Linked DNA regions of Mus musculus: region 2 is linked to region 1. Evidence: chromatin contacts called from public Hi-C data. All regions are on one chromosome and are shown on one strand. Each heading gives the region's core, a stretch centred on a gene start, on an enhancer-like site or on the middle of the called end of the contact. The rest is flanking DNA. Distances are from core to core; before and after follow the strand shown.

Evidence for each region. Hi-C and Micro-C count contacts between places; a contact is called where the count stands out from the background.
Region 2: a contact with region 1 is called in a Hi-C map of liver, with 2.0 times the contacts expected there. The contact joins two enhancer-like sites. A contact is called at or near these places in 2 of 484 Hi-C or Micro-C datasets (liver and nephron progenitors) and 4 of 115 datasets of contacts at active chromatin or transcription factors (astrocytes, forebrain, pancreatic cancer cells and 1 more).

What each region holds. Positions count from the first base shown.
Region 1 is chr5:88,927,129-88,934,324 of GRCm38.p6, reverse strand. The region is part of intron 1 of Slc4a4 (solute carrier family 4 (anion exchanger), member 4); the gene reads right to left. Among named protein-coding and RNA genes, the nearest start is that of Slc4a4, 43 kb to the right of the region's middle. Within about 2 kb of position 4,489, at least 131 of the 459 cell types and tissues checked have an H3K27ac peak or open chromatin away from gene starts, as enhancers often do. A contact at or near this core is called in liver and pancreatic cancer cells, where this site is marked.
Region 2 is chr5:89,274,804-89,281,999 of GRCm38.p6, reverse strand. No RefSeq gene overlaps it. Among named protein-coding and RNA genes, the nearest start is that of Gm35855, 53 kb to the right of the region's middle. Within about 2 kb of position 4,244, at least 56 of the 459 cell types and tissues checked have an H3K27ac peak or open chromatin away from gene starts, as enhancers often do. A contact at or near this core is called in liver and pancreatic cancer cells, where this site is marked.

The DNA of each region.
Region 1 (7,196 bases), core at 3,240-5,739:
CTGTGCTTAGCTCTTTAAACACCCACTGCACAAAATGTATACCCTCCTCCGAGCACATGCACACCCACCCACACACAGAGCGACAGGGCGTTAGGCTAATGCACAGTGGGAGCCTAGCTTGCAGCCAGCCTCTTAACACCAGCCCAGTATTCTGTGTTGAGTGGCAAGCGTTGAGTCACATGTTGGCCTTACGGAAATCTGACATCTGAGGATTATCCCGCACCAGGCTTCAGCCATGGGCACCTATACATGCCACCCTGGCCATTCATTCCACACCCTTATCACGGGTCCCTCTGCGCGCTGTGTGCGCGCTGTTAACTCTTTTCTGAAGGGCACGAAGTTCTTCATTTTGTAACCACGTTCTGCTGTCCTCCTGTCTCCTTACATAATAGGATCTACTCTGCAATTTCATATGCTAAATAAGACCTCAGAATCTATCCAAGGAACAGCAGCGGGGTTTTTTTTTTTTTTCAGCCTCCCGGTGCCAAACATGTTTCTAGTTTACAGAATGAGTGCGGCTTTATTCCTTACTCTGCGGCTCCTTCTTGTTGCATTAACTTCCATAGACAGAATCCCATGAACTCTATTTATAGTGGAAACAGAAAGAAATCCTGGACTGCTCAATTGCTGCTTGCGTAGCGCGGGTCTGGTAACAAAGAACTTTCTCTGGGGACAGCTGCTCTGTGTCATCCCGTATATGAGGTCTGCCAGAGACCCACATGTTCACTCTGTATTCTAGACATCTGGTTAAGTGCTTCAAGCACTGGCTGTGGTTGAACTTGTTTCCATATTGCCTGATAACTTGCTCTGGTGCTTTAGATATTTGCTACAATCTAGGCAGGGGTGCACTGAATTCCATTTTTCCCTTCCTATTTTAGGACTATATCTCACTTACCAAGCAATCACCTTTGCATAAAAAGATCAGAAGCAAAAGCAAAAATCCTATCTGACCACTTCATAGTTATGCCACCTGCAGCAAAGGACTTAACTTTCCTGAGTTGCAGGGATTTTTTTTTCCTTGTATAAAATTAGAGTAATGATATCTAGTTCACAATGCTTTGATAGAATAATACCAATTCTGCATTGGTTTCTTTGAGATTTGAGTGAAGGGTCAAACTTAGCACATACTACTTTAGTAAATGTGTTTCTCGGGCCAGTGAGGTGTCTTAGCAGGTAGATACTTGCCTCCAAGCCTGATGACCTGGGTTTGATCCCTGGAACCCACAGGGTAGAAGGAGAGAAGCTGACTACACATATGTGCATGTATACATGTGCTTGACCACACACACACAGGGGAGGAGGGAAACGGGAGGGGGAGGGGGATAGAGTGAACACCCGCATATAATCGCATTCTGCAATTCTGCAACGTAATTTGTAACAAAATAAGTTGAAACAAAATAAGTTTAATAAGTTTCTTTTTTTCTTTTTCTTTCTTCCTTTTTATTAAGAAACTCATTACTGGTCTACAGCCATGCGTTCCAATCTTGTCTTATCTCAGAAACTAAGCAGAATTGAGGCCCAGGTAGTACGTGGGTCAGAAGGAGCTCACTACTTTTGGAAAGACTTACAAGAGTCTTCCTTCCAGACAAGAGCCTGGACATCGAGGCTCATCCTGATACCCGCCAGAATACTTTTCTTCTCTGCACTCAAAACTAAATGATTAAAATAGGATATGGGCCAGTCAGTAGAATTATGGGTGGGAAAGGGCTACCTTAAAGGCTAAGAAATCAAGTCATTTTCCCAATCTCTCTGAGCCTAAGACTCTTGAGATGGTTAAATAATACAGCTGTTACTCATGGATTCAGCAAATATTTAATTACAGCTTGTTATATTCCTATTATTCTTGAGAGGGAGGGGAACAAATCTACAAATAAGACAAAATGTTCCTTAAAAAAAAACAAAAACAGAAACAAAAACAAACAAACAAAAAAAAAAAAAACAACCTAATGACGAACTGAGGGACAAGATAATCTCAGAGGGCGCTGGAAGCTTTGCAGAGAGTAAAACCCCACAAGAGGCTGTCTCAGTGGTGCGGTGAGGATTCTGAGGAAGTGACGTAACTAGGGGCAAAGTCACTGTGTGAAAAATGTACAACAGCCTTCCAAGCAAAGGGGAAAACAAGGGCCAAGACCCTAGGATAGGAAAGTTTAGCACCGTCCAGGAAGTGGAAGGAGCCAGGTCATGCAAGCCAGGAGAAGGAGTCAGAGCTGAAGGCATCTGGAAGCCTCTGAAGAACAGTGAGACGGAGGCCGGCATGAACTGTTTTCCCTTCCCAAAGGGTCACTCTACCTGCGATGTGGAAAACAGATGCTTAGGGCACAAGATAAACTCGTAAACTACCACAAAAACCAAGAGCACTGTGTGAAAATCGGGGTGTTGGGAAGCCATGGAGACTTCATTCTGGACACTTTTTAAGGTTGAGATGTGAATCCTGAAAAAAAAAAAAAGTTGCTGATGCAATCAGAACTGCCCGAGCCGGGTACTAGAGACTCAGGGCTGTTGCTAAATGCGGCAAAATCCATGCATCAAGCTGGTGCTGGAGTCGTTACCAGATGCCAGCATGCAGAAAAGAGAAGTAGGATCAGGGTGCGGACCTGCGACTACCTGCTAAGACACACCAACATCCCCAAGTCAGGCAGTGAGACCAGTGTAAGCTGGACACGGGTGACATGGAAGTCAGAGAGAGCAGACAAGCCCACCGGAAAACTGAGAAGGACGGAGATGGGAAAGCCAAAGTTGGATTTGGCCAATAGGGAGGATGCAGGTGCCTATTACAGACCCCCTTGAAACAGGCCACTCTCGGTGCTGGGGGAGAGAGGAACAGAGAGGGTGCTCGTCTGTTCCTTCTTCTGTTTTTTACCTTCCTCCAGTGAGGAGGAGAGTAAATATTAACTGAGTATCTACTGTGCACCCTGCATACTTCCAGACACCAGGGACACACAAACCACGTCTACCTTCTCGAAGACATCTTCTGGTGCTCAGGGAACAGTCCAAAGTGCAAGGAGCCACCGGCTACCCAGCATTTGTGCACACAGATAAGGAGGACGTCGCAATGAGAACATTTTCCTAAACTCCTCAGAAGCACGACAGAATCCCAGAGCACTGCATGTACCCTAACTTTTTTTTTTATCCTCCCTCCGGAAAATAGAACTAACCCCAGGTCAGTCAGCATGCTGAGTCCAACACAACCGACTGTAGACGCCATTTTGGACCCTCTTATCCATCAGGCAGGATCTTAAAGCATCCTGTTGTCTCTTGATATATTTTCTAAACCTAGATATCGAAGCTTGTTCCAAAAATTATATGCCACATGTAAAGCAAAAGGGAAGCAAGAAACCCAAGAGATTGGAAGGGAAGGTAAAAAGGTCAGCACCCAAGCCCTCCGGCCAAGTTGAGAAAACAACCCAACCCCACCGTCTGAGCACGGAGTGGGGGTCACGCTGGGTGCATTCCTTGGCTCTTTGGTGCATATTTCACATTCCCGTCAAGACTATACATAGCAAGTCATCAGAGCCTCGTTTTCTCTGACGGCTCATACAGAATGCCCACAAATAGGCCTCTTCTCTGCCAAAAAGGAGCGAGTGAAACAGGGCAAAAGCACACAGCCTGGCGGCGTTCCTCTTCCTCAAGAGCAAAGTCATCCTGATGCCTTTGGCCTTCTGCACGGGGCAGAGGCAGTCCCTCCTCTTTACATGACAAATATCAGTTATTCAGCCTTACATTTCTTAGCAGTTGCTGGCTATTATTAGTAAGACAGAGAGAGATACCATGTAAAGTGGCTGACCTAACCAGTTCCCCCCTCCCTCTATAAATCACTAGGAAGAAATTAACTCATCCAGTCCGTAATCAGGCCCCCAAATCTGTCCTTTAAAATGTCCTTCGCACGTGCCCTGCATTTGCTGAAATCAGAGAAGGAAGCATACTGTTGCTCACATAGCCAGCGTGAGGCAAAATGCAGAGTGGCTCTGGAAGCTCCTTACCAGCCTCAGGGGTGAGGGAGGGCAAGCTTCATATCACATGGCCTCTGATTGGAGAAGTTAAACCCCTTCTATACAAGTCCAGACCCATGGTGAGGGGAAAAGGTGGGGGGAGGGGGTTCTAAATCTCCATTTTTCTGGGATAGCAAAATGCTTTAACTGGAACCCATGTCAAATCATCTGCCAAATGGGCAGGTTCTCACCAGCCGGTCCTAATCACGGAGCAGGCCTGTGAGGGTGACTTAAGTCCGGCACGAGAAACATTTGTGCAAAACTGTCAGCCACTAGGCCCAGAGCACCCATCCACATTCCAGCCCTCTGAGATCCCACCCCCCCTGAGCCCTTGCCAACTGCCAACGTGCTCGCAGACTAGTACTCACAGCGCAAGCAGCTGCCACTCAGCCAGTCAGCAAGTGGCAGGCCGCCAGCGCACAAGCTTCAAGAGCACCAGCCTGCTAGTCCCAGGGCTGTTAAAGGTTGAAGGTCTACGGGTATGCTAGCCTTTAGATTCGCCTCACTTGCCCTCCTGTCTCCCTCTCCCATGCTTCCCTATCGCGCCTCCCACGGTAGCAGTTCACTCGTCTCTATGGTAACAGCATCTGGTTTCAGAGTTAGAACTTCATGCAGCACAGTTCTCTCTTAGCCTGGGGCTTTTGCCAAGAGGTGCACTAGCAAAAAGGCTGCTGCCTGAGTTGGAGCCACCTGTTTCCCTGTCACCCCGGGAATGACAGTTATGCTGCGTGTCCTCGGATTGTGGCATCTATTTTGTGGAACGAACACTTTAACCTCAGCATGCTCTCCACAGTATAGAGGGGCTGTGCTAGAGCTGGCAGCCAGCGGTATCCAGAGCCAGCCTATCTCCCCCACAGTCTCTGTTGTCAGGGACTTCTGCCTGCTTCCAGAGGTGGCACCAGGGAGCAGAATGACTCCGGCTGTCAGCATGTCCAAACTAGAGTTTGACATCACTGGTTCAATCAGTGCACGCAGCTTCAATTTTATTAGTTAACCTTGTATTTAAACATTATATTCTATCCTCGCCATTTGGTTTGTTGATGACATCCAATGAACCCATCACCTCTCCATTTATAGAAGCTTTTCTGTACCCAGCATATGCTAAACAATTCTGCACTCACATGCCCTGAGGCACAGATATGTATAAAACGTGGAAAAATACCGAGAGTGAAGACTTTTATATCAGCCATTGCTGTTGTGGTAATTATGAACAGTGTTGCTGGGGAATTTTGCTTACAGTCTAAAGGTATCACAAAGCTCAAACCTCAAAACTAGGCTCTCCCGGCTCTTTGGCTGACCTTAAGTCAGATAAAAGATAGAACATAGCACACCACAGATTTCTACTCCAGAACAGCACAAAAATGCCTAAACAATGTTCCCCTGTCCTCCTCACTTCTAAGAGGTAGAGAATCATTCTTTATTATAAGCTCGCTGCAAACACGATGTTTTCTTTTGTTTTTTGTTTTTTTGTTTTTTTTTTAACCAACAGCATTTTTATCGGTGCTTTTGTTACTTTGTAAAATGTGCTGTCCGTATTTGCGAGGTGTATATAAAGAGCAACATACAGCTGTCAGAGTCCTGGGTGACAGAGCCATCTCAGCTCTGTAAAGTGCACTGCCATCTTTTGGCAACATGTGTTCACTACAGCCGATGGATGGCAAGAGGAGAAGGAAGGAAAGTTTGTAACCATTCCCTTCCCAAGTTCACAGAGGTCCCTGGGGGGCCTTGTGTCCCCACAGGAAGTGAGGAAGAACAACGGTGGTCACTGGCTTAACCATGCACAGTGCTGAAGCTCTGGAGAGATATATTAAGAAAAGGAAGAGAGAGATCGGCACAGCAAAGCTGACAAACGTGGTTGATCACAGCTTTGTCTCCCACAGACCAACAGGTCACATGTAGAGTAAGCCGCCCTCCCAACTCAGGAGCTCCCTAATCAGCCTGGTCATTGACACAGGCCGAGGGCCAGGGAAACGTGGCCCCACATGAAATCAGATTTTAGGCTAAAGTAAAAGTAAAACTGCAACCCAGAGCAGGAGCATGCTGCACATAATTCTAGACTTACAAACTGCCTTACAAGTTCCTTTGTACTCTTGGACACTTGTCCCGGAGAAATGAAAGCTTACATTCATACAGAAACCTGTCTGTGAGTGTTCATGGTAGCTTTATTCCTAATAGCTAAGAACTAGACCTGGCCCAAGTACCTTTCTATAGGCAAATGGTTATGGTTTAAAAGCTATAGTTCATCCATATCATGGACTATGGCTTAGTGGTAAGCAAGGAGAAGCCACTGATTCACACACTAAAACAATGTATCTATAGGGGCTTATGCTAAGACAAAGACTCAGATGTTGTACAATTCATTTACATAACACTTCTGGAATGACAGCTTTTCCATATAAAGGACCCGACCTGAAGTTTCTTGGGATTAGAGACGGGAGTGTTGGTGGCTATGAATGAGTGGTACAGCAATGGATGTGGTCCCAGCTTAACTCTGCATCTTATCCTCCATGGTGACAGGAACATGGATCTACACAGATAATAAAAACATACAGACTGCAGACAGAGAGAGGAGAAGACGAATAAAACTGGGTAGATCTGAAGAGTTCCTTGAACTCCAGAAGTGGAAATACAAGTTATGCTATAGTTTTCTAAAGCGCTAATCAACATGGAGCAAAACTGGCCAAGTGTAGGGTTTGTCCTCCAAAAGTAATTTCTCTATTTCTCCTCAGCTATGCCTTCCAATCTACAACTGAGTCAAAATTCCAACTAAGATGTATTCACTTATCATCCTGGACATATTATTTTGCTTGGTGGTTAGGTGCAGATGGAATTGAGCGACACTGAGCGTAACCTCTTTAGTAACTGTGTCTTTGGACAGTGAACAAACCCCATTCAGCATCTCTTTCCAAGAAGCCTACAGCAGTTCATGCTGGTTAAATAAGTCCCTGAAATAACCAAGTCCAATTCATCGTAATGTTCCTACACGAAATTTGTAGGAACCAGATAAGATACTAAGATCTGAATAATCCATAAACCAAGGGCTAGAAATCCGTCCCAACGAGAGTTGGTTCGCATGTGTGCCTTTGAACTCTCCCCTTGAATCTTCTCCAAGTTGGGGCAGGGCCTCCCAAGCTCTGTGCCCAGGTTGCCACCTGAGCTCTGACAGTCTGGACCAGACTATTTAACAAAAGCCAAGGCCTGAAATGG
Region 2 (7,196 bases), core at 2,995-5,494, 350 kb before region 1:
ACCATCAGCCTAGGGATGGCACCATCCACTATGGGCTGGGCTCTCCCTCATTGATCACTAATTAAGAAAATGCCTTACAGCTGGATCTTAGGGAGGCATTTCCTCAACTGAGCCTCCTTCCCCTCTGATGACTCTCTGATGATCTTCCTTTCAAGATGATACATAAAACCAGCCAGTACACACACAGAAACAGACACAGACGCAGACACAGACGCAGACACAGACACACACACATACACACACACACAGACACACACACACACACACACACACACACACACATTAAATCTCTCCAGACTCACCATCAGTGTGTTAAACGTCAAGGTTTTGTCCTTGCCAAATTTTGCATTTGTGAACTTTTGCGTTTAGAAATTCTCATTCAGAATCTTAAATTCCTCTACATATTCTACCTCAAAAATATCAAGATGCATACAGAAGAAGCTTCCAGACAGCCAGAGAGGTGTAAAACGAACAATTTTGGATAAACTAAGAGAAAATGTGAAACATCATACATATACGAAGGAACCTACACTGCCAACCATAAGAGGCCGCAGTAGAAGATAACAGAAAGTCTGTGGCTGCAAGTGTTGGAAAGCCCTCCAAGAGAAGAATAGATAACAACACTGAGTAACATGTGGATTGAAGACTGCTCAGCAGGAAAAACGGAAGCAGGCATTCTTTCCATCAAAGAGAAAGCCTTATGCACATACAAACACCTTAAACAGGAATCAACAGATCCAAAGATGCAAATCTTCTTGGTAATAAGATGGGCATTTTGATGGGAAATTTCTCAAAGTTTTCAGCTATTTGATAAAACCATGAGTACAAATATGATGGACACTTATAAAAATAACCAGCAGTAATACAAAAGTTACTTGAAGACAAATTGCATTAAGTTATCTATTTTGGAAAAATGCAAGTCCACTAAAGTTGTATGCTTAGAAGGGCCTACCATTCAAAGGCAGAACAGTATGCCCTGGGATTTAAAGATGCAAATTATAGAACTGATGTTTGGGCCTAGCCTAAAAAGCTGCATTTATCTGTAGGTGGTATGACAACTAACTTCCCAGATGGCTTCAAATAATGGTCCTCTTTCCATTTAGTGTGCTGCAATCCTTCCAATGGCCCTGTCTGCAGTCAGGTTCTATTTGTTGTAGTAATTATGCACATCACTGCCCTTTAACGTGTGTAAAACTTTGTTACAAAGTTTTACTTGATCTCTATAGCTTTTTTGCATGTCTCTAATGAAGCTGTTATGTGCTGTACTCCCATTTCCCCCATTAGCTCTGTAGTTTTACTTCCACAATTTTACATAACACTTCCACTTTGAGGAACATTTAAAGGTAGCTATGTCAGACTGACTCTACTACTCCTCAGTGAAAACTAGATTTGTACAAATAAAACTGGGTTAGTCAGCTTTCGGTAACCACAACAAAATCACTAAGGTCATGGTTGGTTGGCATGTTTCTTTGAGGTCTGTGGCAAGGCTGTGCATCACCGTGAAGGTTTATGGCAGCCTAGAAGTAAAAGTTGGAAAATGGCCAGGGTGTTAATATCTCCTGTAATGGTATGCCCCAGTGATCTATGTTCCTTGCCTTTATCCCCACCTCTACAAAGGTATGGTAGGCTGGGGACTAATAAATTAGCATATATGCCTATGGAGGTCACTTATTCAAACCATAACATCACTCATACATAATAGGAGAGCAATTATTCATAAAGATTATAGTAAATGAGATTCATGCTTTTGTCAATAATGAAGTAAAGAGAATGAAGGGAGAAGGATTTCATTTCTAGTCTCACAATTAAGTCTCACATTTCCATATTGCAATGAGATCCCTCTGGATTCCAAACTCATTTAGTTAGCAGTATACTTGACATTGCCACTTGGACTTCCTGCACTGATCTCACATACACTGGACATGTCAAAATTATATCTTGAAAAACCATTCCTTCTCCAGTTTCTTCTAGCTTAGTGAACTATCCCTAGACTTCTCCCCTTCCTAATACATAACCCTGAACCTTGGCCATCATGACAGACTCCCATGTACATAGCCACTATATACAAACCATCACCAAATGTGTTTTCTTCTTCTTCTTCTTCTTCTTCTTCTTCTTCTTCTTCTTCTTCTTCTTCTTCTTCTTCTTCTTCTTCTTCTTCTTCTTCTTCTTCTTCTTCTTCTCCTCCTCCTCCTCCTCCTCCTCCTCCTCCTCCTCCTCCTCCTTCTCTCCCTCTTCCTCCTCCTTCTCTTCCTCTTCCTCCTCCTCCCCTACCTCCTGTTCCTTCTTCCTCTCTCTCTCTCTCTCTCTCTCTCTCTCTCTCTCTCTCTCTCCATTACTCCCTCCCTCTCCTTTCCTTTCTTCTCTCTCCCTCCTCTCTGTTCCATTGCACCACCTGGTCTACATTTCCCTAGGACCTTCATGTCCTCTCAGTTGTGCCCCTAGCACATTCTTTCCAGCATAGCCATGTTGTTTTGTAGTGAAGGTGCACCACTGTAACCAGAGAGTACACTTGCTTCTCATCATATTCTCATAATATTCTAAGTCCCTTCATTTTGTAAAGGCGGAGCTCAGCCTTCCTCTTCAGTCTTACTCTGAACTCTTCTACACCCCCATTCCCCACATCCAGAAACGGAGCATAATGGAGCCAATTTCTTTAGTGCCACACAGTTTCACAGACAGACTTTCTTTTCTATGGTTTCTATTCAGCATTTGGGTCTCAGGAAAAATTCACATTGTCAAAAATACTTCAAATCTTCTAATCGACATTGTCATCCCATTTTAATCATTTCCATCATGGTCTGATTAAGCTTTACTTATTGTGTCTCTGACACTAAAATAAGAAGGGTGGTGTTGTTTTCTTTTCTCCTTGATAACAACTAATTTTGATGCCAACTTGGGGCTATGCCACTCAATCCAGTACAATCAAGAGAGTTAACATCAGATTCAGCAGGTTTTAAGGGCTCCAGGTCCATGACACTGAACTACTTCTAGGTGCCAGTCATAAGAATCAGGTCTTCAAGTTATGCACTCCTGCTTATCTTGAATGCAAACTCAGGGCTCCTGCATCCCTCTTCATGTCTGACAATTTGACAGCATGGCTAATAAGTCTATAGCAAGCACTGTACTATTAATGATATATGATAAGCAATACAATTAATAAACAGCCAAATGGAACACATACATATACAAGGAATGAGGGAGGTAAACACAGAGTTTTCCTGTCCTATATAGACATGCCACAACTCCACAACCTTGATATGATCATCAACCTGCAAGCACCCCAAGCTTCTTAGGATATTTTCATTAGGTAAGCATGGTTGATTGAATTGGCCATCACTGATAATGAATTCAATATCCAGCCCCTAGCCACTATACCTAAGGGTCTGGATTGAGTGTTCTGTGCTTCAAACCTCCACTCTTACCCTGAAACTACAGGGTCTGCCAAGTATTGCATCATCAGAACAAACAGTGCTCCTGTGGTCATCAGCTCAGGAAGTCCCAGTGCTTTAGAAGCTCTGTGTCAGGAACTGGGGACAAAGACCACATACCTTTCTATGACAATCATTATCCTTTTATATAGACTTATCACAGTTTCTATTCACTTCCTTATTCATTCACCTGTGTAATTATTTGCAAAAGTCCCTCTTTCCCCACCACCCTGTATTTTCCAGGAGGTCAGAAAGCATAATTATTTTGATCATAGTATTGCCTAACACAATGGCACACATTTGAAAAGTATTTGCACAATGACTTAATTCAGTCAGAAAATGCTGATCACATATTATGATATTTGATCACATATATTGTTGATGCTGAATTACTTCCTGGAGCGAAGAGCTTACTCTTTTATGAGAAATAAAATATAATTCGTAATAAATAATAATAACAACAACAATAATAATAGCACCAATGATTAACATTGCACTGATCTCCTCTCTGCTTTATGACAACCATTTGAAGTTGATACAGTTATTAAGCCACTTCACACCTGAAGAAGCTGAGAACTTTGCTGAACTTTATGCAGCTAAGCAGAAGCAGAGTTGCAATTGCCCATTTTCAGACACTCTCTGGAGAAGCAGGAAGGGCCTACTTACCACCAGGACTTGGGAAAGACTTCAGTGAGAAGGGCAAATTGGTCAGAATCCTGAAGAATGAGTCAGCAATTTCTAGACACCACACAGGGTGAGGGCACACCAGGAAAGAAGGAGAAAGGCTGCCGACGTGCTAAAGGGCATGGCATATTTGTGGTAGGCAAAGAGTTCAGCGAAGCTGAAGTGCTAGGTCACACGGTACAAAGTACACAGAAAGCAGGCAAGACAAACAGGTTTCAACCAAACTGGGAAATTCCTGTGCTAAATTTAACCCGAGAAAAGACAAAACCAGTGGTGGTGGTGGTGGTGGTGGTGGTGGTGGTGGTGGTGTAAAATAAAAACTCTTCCCTGGACCTTGTGGAACATCAGGATGGTGTATAAGTATCTTAAAATATTAGTTCTGTAAGATTTTACCAAAGAAAACTTGCCACTCTTGGCTCATTGAGACTTAGAGAGAATGGGATTTCAGACAGACTAAGATGCTTTCTTTTCCCCCTCGAGTATGTTCCTGGACATTTCAGTTCTAACCAATCAGTGTGGCTGAGCATCTCAGCTCAAGGGAGGCAAGATGGGTCAGAGTATGACCAGGGTGAGTCTTCTGAGTACCCACCTCACCCAGGAAGCAGCCTGGTGAAGTATGCCTGCATCACACAAGATAACTAGACAGCCAGGCAGTGGCAGGGGAACATGCCCACAGGCATGGCCCAGAGTGGCAGAGCAAGTTCAAGGAGGGAAACAAAAGGAGTCATGAGACAGGCATGTGCCACAAGGTTTCAGAGTCCAGGCAAGGTATGGGAAGAATGACCTGATGTGGGAAACAGGAGCCCACGTTACTTGACAAGAGGACACAGTGGTAAAGGGCTGGTCTATGCAGGATGCTATAGCCCAAAGTTTCTGTGTGAATAAGAAGATATTCATTACACAATGGAATACTGTTCAACTATTAAAAATGAGGACATCAATGAATTTTGCAGGCAAATGGATGGAACTAGATAATACCATCCTGAGTGAGGTAACCCAGATCCAAAAGGATATACATGGGATGTAATCACTGGTAAATGGAATATTAGCCAAAAAATACAGGATATCCATGATACACCCCATAGACTGTAAATGTAATAAGCAGAAATGCCTAAATGAGGAGACTTCAATCCCACTTAGAAGAGGGAACAAAATAATCATGAGAAGCAAAGGGATGGAGGGACCTGGGTGGGAGAGGGGAGGGAGAGGGGAAAAGAGGAACAGGATCAGATACGGGAGCTAGGACAGAAAGGGTCAGGAGACAGCTTCCGGGTTGGGGGGACCCTCTTAAAAATACCAGAGACCTGAGAGATAAGAGACTCTCAGGACTCAATAAGGATGACCTTAGCCAAAATACCCAACACTGGGGAAAGAGAACTCAAAAAGTCCACCTCCAGTAGATAGGCAGGGCCTCAAGTGGAGGGATGTGGCTACCAAGCCACAGTCAAAATTTCTAAACCAGAGTTGGTCCTATCTAAAAGAACTGCAGGCACTAAAATGGAGAAGAAACTGAAGGAAAGGTAGTCCAGTGACCAGCCTGACTTAGGATCCATCTCACTGGGAAGTAGGGGTTGGGGTGGGGGTTGGTGTACGGATAGGAGCCTAGCATGGCTGTCCTCTGAGAGGCCCTACCAGCAGTTCAGTGAGACAGACACAGATACTTACACTAAACCATTGGACTAAATTCAACCCCTATGGTTGAATCTGGGGAAGAATTGAAGCAGAAGGGGAGGACGACCCATAGGAAGACCAGCAGTCTCAACTAACCCATACCCCTGGGAGTTCCCAGAGACTGAGGTACCCACCAGGAACATATATGGGCTGTTCTGAGCCCCTACCACCTGACCCCCAAACATATATAGCAGTGAACTGCCCTCAGTTGGAGAAGATGCACCTCAAGAGACTTGAGGCTCCAGGAAAGAGAGATGTCTGCGGGGTGGAGGGGGAGCACCCTCTCTCATAGGCAAGGGGAAGGAGGAATGGGATGAGGAACTGTGTGGGGAAGACAGGGGCAGGGAGGCAACAGCTAGAATGTAAATAAACAAAATAAATTTTAAAAATGCCCCCAGAAGGAACAGTGACCTGGCAGCATCCTACAACCTGACTGGAGTGAGGTTTTAGGAGGAAGGAGAACGGCAGTGGAATGAGTCACGTGTGTGGGCTGGGATAGGGACAAATATTAGGCATTAGGACTGAATACAGGTAACAGATATGAGCTATGAAAGAGGAGATGAAGTCAGTTGACTTTCTGGTTCTAACTCTGTCTTGGATTTTTTTATTTTGGGTAGTCGATAAGTATATAAAATATATATGATACTGAAAGCATAAGTATAAAATGTAATGTGAAGCTCCACAGCCTCCATCTTACATACATATTCCATTCAATGAAGCCCATTGAGTTGTAATGTTTTTATTTGCACTTTTATAAAAAAACAATAGAGTTTATAAAATTAAGAATAAACTAAAAGGAGCTAGCCATTCAGAGGTTTAGTTCAGAGGAAGAGGTTATAAATATAAAACCCTATAGGAACTGATAAATTGAAAGCATCATAGGAACTGATAATATCAGGTCTTTCAAAATATGGGATAGATATAGAAACAAATAAATGAGTTGAAGTATTGGTGTATAAATGTGTACCACATATTCCCTAGCTATGACCGTGGAAAGGAAATGCATAGGAGTAAAAGTCACAAACACAAACAACACCCAGATCTTGGTTTCTAAATACCTTTATCCACAAGGAAGTGGGGGGCTTATAAAGATAAGGCTGAGTTTGGGTCTGGGAAGAAAATGTACAGTATGAGTCTACAATATCTTACAGTGTCTGATAGAAATAAATGCTTACTAAATAATGGAGACCTGTCAAAGATAAGTAAAGACAGTTGAATGGGCTTCTACTCACCAAGTCAGGAATGGTTAGAAGGTCAAAATTAAGACCAAGCAATGGATTGCAGTTTAGTAAATGAAAGAAGAGATCACAGGTCCAAACGTACAGGAGTGAATAAGCATGTGAATGGAAACTATGCAGAGAATGAGCTCTGGGTACTTTCAAAATTACACTCCCCCACACACACACACCA